Regions from separate parts of the Rattus norvegicus genome. Here region 1 is linked to region 2. The links are chromatin contacts, called in public Hi-C maps. All regions are on one chromosome and are shown on one strand. The core of a region is the stretch at or near the end of the contact, and the rest is flanking DNA. Distances in the headings are between cores, read along the strand shown.

What was found. Hi-C and Micro-C count contacts between places; a contact is called where the count stands out from the background.
Region 1: a contact with region 2 is called in a Hi-C map of Schwann cells, with 6 times the contacts expected there. The contact joins the promoter of Sst here to the enhancer-like site in region 2. A contact is called at or near these places in 3 of 12 Hi-C or Micro-C datasets (the A7r5 cell line, the Rat2 cell line and Schwann cells).

Annotation. Positions count from the first base shown.
Region 1 is chr11:90,460,293-90,463,684 of GRCr8, reverse strand. Sst (somatostatin) reads right to left here and starts at 2,139. Exons shown (of 2, transcript NM_012659.2): 1 at 1,852-2,139; 2 at 862-1,230. The coding sequence starts at 1,989. The coding sequence ends at 1,018.
Region 2 is chr11:90,401,691-90,404,607 of GRCr8, reverse strand. No RefSeq gene overlaps it. Among named protein-coding and RNA genes, the nearest start is that of Rtp2, 19 kb to the left of the region's middle. Within about 2 kb of position 1,282, at least 11 of the 93 cell types and tissues checked have an H3K27ac peak or open chromatin away from gene starts, as enhancers often do. A contact at or near this core is called in Schwann cells, where this site is marked.

The DNA.
Region 1 (3,392 bases), core at 890-3,389, 58 kb before region 2:
TTAAATTATCAATAATTTAATCTTCATCCTGAGCAGTCCATTTAATGTATTGTTTACTGATAATTATAGATGTAATTTATTGATCGTTTATTATTGGATTTTTGCTTTCTATCTGACTCCTATGTTGCTAAAATAGAAAGGGCTTGAGGTGTCTCCTCCAGTGAGTCTGTGATAAGGGTTTCAAGTGTCAAAAGCTCTGGTGCACTGCAGCATCTGGTGGGGACCCCACACATGTTTCTCATGACCCAGTATTCCTGTGCCTTAATTTTATAACAAAAGGGATAACCTCCCCTTATGGAAACAAAAAGTATGCTTTTTTAAATGGAAGCAGTCTTTTCCAGACACAGAGAAAATCATCGAAGAAGATATAAGACCAGTGGTGTTTCTAGAGATAAATGTCCACAAACAAAAAACAAATTTTAAGAGCTGAAAGTTTGTTTTACCTACTTGAAGCCAGTTCTTTCCCCACTTTTTGATTATTTTCTTTCTGGTTTAAATATGATATGTGTTTTGTGGATCACCACAGTACACAACTGTGCACTTCAACCTGCCTGCCCATAAGTTCTAAAACACATTTTGGTAATCCAACAGCTTTTCCCAAACGTCTTTAACATGTGAGTGGCAGCTGTTCCCAATCACCATCATTTGGATATGTGCTTCAATTTATAGACATTTGAAGTTATTTAGGTTTTAAATGAATAATCATTTAAAGTCTGACCTTTATTACCACAGGGAATTTTAAAGACGTATTTGTGAGTGTTGGCACATACACCTAAAATACATTTACAGAAAGCACGACTCAACCTCACATTGTACTCCTGAACAAAACAATTTACTCAATAAGAAGTCAAACACTCGCTATTCATAATTTCACCATAATTTTATTTTGTATTTACAGTCTTCAATTTCTAACGCAGGGTCTAGTTGAGCATTGGGGGGGGGGGCTGGGAGTTAAGGAAGAGATATGGGATTTGGAGGAGAGGGATCAGAGGTCTGGCTGAGACAACAATATTAAAGCTAACAGGATGTGAATGTCTTCCAGAAGAAGTTCTTGCAGCCAGCTTTGCGTTCCCGGGGTGCCATGGCTGGGTTCGAGTTGGCAGACCTCTGCAGCTCCAGCCTCATCTCGTCCTGCTCAGCTGCCTGGGGCAAATCCTCAGGCTCCAGGGCATCGTTCTCTGTCTGGTTGGGCTCGGACAGCAGTTCTGCCAAGAAGTACTTGGCCAGTTCCTGGATAGGGCAGGGAGGAGAGCAAAAGGGGGAATGGGAGAAAGGGAGAAATGCGGTTTGAAAATAAGATTTAATCATTCAAAACCAAGTTTCCACAGTAATATGGATGGCTGCTATATTCACTAGATTATGCACAGGGAAAAAAGCTTCCTCAAACCCAAGTCTTTCAGAAAGTGCTATGCCTTAAAACACAGAGAAACCACGGATGATAGGAAGTCGTTTTGTAAATATAGTATGCCAATAGTTTGAGCAGCTCCATTTTCCTTTATGAGACACGAAATGGACCATGGACCTGAGTTCTTGCCGGATTTTTTTTCAGCACCTGGGTCAGCAACCCTCGTGCCAGTACCAGGGATAGAGCTCAGTCTCTCCCGGCTCTCTTGCAGGCTTTCGGAATTTTCCTGAAAGCGAAGGGGGAACTTACCTGCAAGGTGACCACCAGCGCCGATCAATTCTGGAACGAGTAAGAGCGGACCCTAGACTTCAAAAGTTTCCCTGGGAGCTCAGGGGCTGAGCGACTCTGAGAAGCGCCCGCTAAAACACCTGTCGCAGGGGCTACAGCAGGACTAAGGGGAAGGCTGGGGAATTCGCAAAGGGGACGAGTCCCAGCCATTTCCTTACCTGTTTCCCGGTGGCAGCCGCCAGAGACTTCTGCAGAAACTGACGGAGTCTGGGGTCCGAGGGCGCCCCGGTGACACCGCCCAAAGCCAGGACGATGCAGAGCGCGGCCAGCGCGCACTGGAGACGGCAGGACAGCATCTCCCCTGCCTCAGACAGCCGAGCTTGAGCGCGGTGGGTCAGTCTAGACGCAGGTCCGCAGGCAGCAGAGACGACTCCAGTAGCGTCTCCTTCAGCCGCTATCGAGCTCTCCACGGTCTCCCCTTTTTAAACTCTCTCTCTGACGTCAGCCAAGGAGGCGCCCCCAGATCTCACCAGTGCTTTTACGCACCATTAGCCTCGCAAAATCAATCAAAGAAGTGAGGGGAGGCGACACGATCTAAAGTGGTTTATTTTTTTTTTTTTTGAAGAAAAAGAAAGCCTGCACCCACACAGGCACATGAAATTCTCCACGCCACACAGACCAAATAATCTTGCCTTCACTCAGTGTCGACATGCATATCCCATATTTCCGCCACATAGGTGCATGATTAATTACTGAGATCCTTCAGTCCTTGGCCAGCAATACATCAGCACACACAGTTGGGTACCTGTCAATGTACTCAGATTACTGGACTTGCCATCATGCTTAACGGTATTGTATGGCAAGGGAGACTTAAAGCTATCCGTCTAGGAACCAATCTGAGAATTAATATGCAATCAGGAGGACTGAACTATCTTCTCTCCTGGCATCCCTTAAAGCCTTGTAGGAAAAAGGATAAGACTGAGCTATAAAGGAGCATCACTTTGTCCAATCTGCTGATCTTTATATTGTGACAAAAGAAAGGCACCAGGGAGACAGACAGATAGACAGACAGACAGACAGACAGACACACACACACACACACACACACACACACACACACACAGGAGGGAGGAGGAGGAGAAAGCCTACATTTGGCACCTGGAAACAGCTCTAGGAAGCAGTCTCAGAAATCATAAGCCTCTGAACTTGAATCAAGAAAGCTTAAAGGACTGGCAGACGATTGCTCCTTACAGTTGTAGCAAACAGACATCTAGACTCCCAGGCCAGGGTTCTTGTACACTGCTATGAATGCTCTGACAGATTCCTGGGCAGTGGGAGCAATTCTAGGTTGGGATGGGTGTATATCAAGTCAAGGAGCCCCTGGCCATGTGTAGCCATTGTATATCTATGTGAGGAACAAACTGCCTGGGCCTCTCTTCCTTCTACCGCAGAGGAAGTTTAAGGAAGTCTACTTGTTTATCAAATTGAGTGTTCGCATCTAGTTGCGAGCTAAGACTGCTGCTTTCTAACTGATTGCTTATTAAGGAAATGCCAGCTCCATTCCTGGCACAGCATAGGTGATCTCCACAGGCTCTTCAAGGACTAACATTTTAGGGTCATCAGAGAAGCCAACAGTAAAGTCTTTTTAGAAATGCACAGCTTCAGAAATCAAGTGAAACAGGGTTTGTCCATTGTTGCTATTGACCACACAACATGCGTTAGATGCGTTCTAACACCATCCCCAATGCTTGCATCCAAA
Region 2 (2,917 bases), core at 33-2,532:
ACTTGCAAATTACTTTAGGATTTAAAAGCTGTTTAAATGTTCCTGGCACATTTTGAATGCCCCATCAATAATCTTTAGTACTATTGTCTACGTCATAGCTGTTTTTTCACCATTCAATATATATTAATTTTAAAGTTAAATATTAGGATGTGTTTTTGGAAAAATCTATTTCAGTAGAGTTACAAATTGTTGTCTATACAGGGACTTTGAGGCGAGGAGAATTGTAAAAATGACATAGTGGGGACAGGTGGTGGCATGTGCAAGTTCCTTCTGAGGTTCAGTGGCATCGGGAGCCACAGCCAGAGAAGAGTCTGAGTGGCTGAGTGGGCAAGAAACCCCAGGAGCAGGAGCTGAGAGAGCAGCTAGAGCTCTGTGGTCTCAGTGAGAGATTGACAGTCCTAGCGCACTCCAGTGAGCACAGCCTCCTGTCTCAGCGTCCACACACTTAGATGGGGGAGGGAGGGTTCAGAGTCACCGAGATGGGGATTGTCAATTTTATAGAACCTAGAATCACCCAGGAGATGGACCTTTGGGCATGCCTGTGGGGCAATGTCTTCACTCTTCATTAATTGCAATGATGAGACTTTCTGTGCCTCGGCACACGCACACACACACATGTACACACTGTAGGTGGCACCACTCACATACACACATGTACATGTGCGCGCGCGCACACACACACACACACACACACACACACACACACAGAGTAGGTGATCTTACCAGTTACTTTAAGCTTTTGTCACAATGGTCTGTACCCTGGAAGTGTGAGAAAGAACAAACATCTTGTCCTTTAAGTTTCTGCTGTAGCGAGCTTCTAGGGACGGAACCACTACCCAAAGACTATATACATGGACTGAGCCAGGGCTCCAACTGCATAGGTAGCAGAGAATAGCCTTGCTGGGGCACCAGTAGAAGGGGAAGCCCTTGGTCCTGCCAAGGTTGGACCCCCATTGCAGGGGAATGTGGTGGGGCTTAAGGGAGGGTGGATGGTGGGGGGGGGGGCACCCATATGGGGGAGGGGGAGGGGAAGGGGCTTATGGACAGGAAACTGGGAAAGGAAACTTGAAATCTAAATAAAGAAATATATGTAATAAAAACATTTTTAAAAATGTTTCTGCTATAGAGTACTTCATTACAGCAACATAAAAGTGAAGTAGCCAGCGGTTGGGGGTGGGAGGTTGTCCTGAAAATCTCCAGTGTGGTCTTTTGTGCCTGAGAGCAACAGACTTCCCCACCAGTGCCGGAAGCTAGTCAACAATGGAGCTCTTGAGCTAGGACTGTTTGCACAGTCTCACTGAACCACTTCAGAGCGGTCCCTGCTCCGCACAGATTTGCTAAGGCTCACAGCCACCTACAGATCAGAACGAGACTTGGGGGCACCTCTGGCCTATCACTGATGTGTAGCAGAAGGCAGGAGGGGTGTGCCAGTTCCACAGCCTTGGTAACGATAAAGTTGGTGAATTCTGGGTGTCCCTGGTGGCTTCCTATCTGACTCATCCAGAATTTGCACTGTCACTCCCCCAAACCTTCCGATTCTGAGAGGCTCCATTATCTCCTTAAGCTACGCTGTGTACTAGAAAAGTTGTGCACAGGACTGTGCAGGAACAGGGGCACAGTGTTCCAAGGAGTGGCTCTGCCCCCTGGGGCCCAGCCTGGTCATCTTGCAGTCCAGTGTTCTTAGCTCCTGAATAAGGTGGGTTTTTCTTGTCTTGTTTTTTCTTAAACGGGAAGATTGTGGTGAGGATCAAAGCTCTTGGATCCGGCAGTGTTTTGCTGACCTAGAAAGCGCACTGTGCTCATTAGTGGTTTTATCTGAAGGGCTCAAGTAGAGATTGGCCTCTTTTGGCTGAGAATTGGGACAAGACTTCCATGCCTTTCAAGGAAAACTGGAAAACTTCAATTCAAAGAAAGGCCAGAGTGGAAATTTACAACTTTAAGTAGGACCTCAAATCACATCTCATGGGCCACTAGTCACTTGAGGTGAAAGGAGTTACAAGAAGGGAAACAAACGGATTCTAGGGAGAACAGTCCCAAAAGACAGCCTGGCCCTATATACACTGGTGGTGGTCGGGGGTGGAGGTGTGTGTGCTAAAATAGCCACTGCTTGTCCTACCCTGCCACCTTGTGGCCATTTTCCAAACTACACAAGTAAAACTAGCTTCAAAACTAGCTTCAAAGAGATGCTGAGACTGGCAAAAATCAACCTAGAATGAGTTGAAAATCCCAACTGGTTATCCTATGCCAAGTTGTCAGACATAAAAACATACACACAAAAACAACACTGCTGTGTTTATACGCGTGTGTGTGTGTGTGTGTGTGTGTGTGTGTGTGTGTGTGTGTGTGTGTGTGTAAGAATGATAAATAAGAGGTTATGAATTTGAGAGTGCCTGGGCACAGGAAGCTCTAACAGAAGATAGAGAAAATGTTGTAAATACAGCACACATCTATGAAAGTCTAAAAAACCAAATAAAATATAAGCAAAGACCAATCAGAGCGTTGGGAATGGTGTTACATGCCTGTGATATCCACACTGGGGAGCTGAGGTCCAAGTATTGCTGTGTGTTTGAGGGCAGGATAAGGTACAAAGTGACATCTAGCCTCAAACATAAATGAATAAAGGAACACATCTGAAATCCGTAAATGCACGGCCATCGCTCGGTCCACATTGGGCCAGATCTGCAGTGAGTTGTGGAGGGGTAAGTGGAGAACAGAGGGAGCCAGGCGGCACAGCAGGATGACCAGACGCTGCCTCTTGATGTAGACCTTGTGCATCTTCCCATGTGACTCGTGTGCCAGCAGATATAATAGCAACCTTAGCAGGTGGGGGCATTCAACTGTCTCACTACAAATAAAATAAAATAAAATGAATGTCATGCGGGCTGAGTTGGGGTCTCATTTGGTATGGATGCCTGCT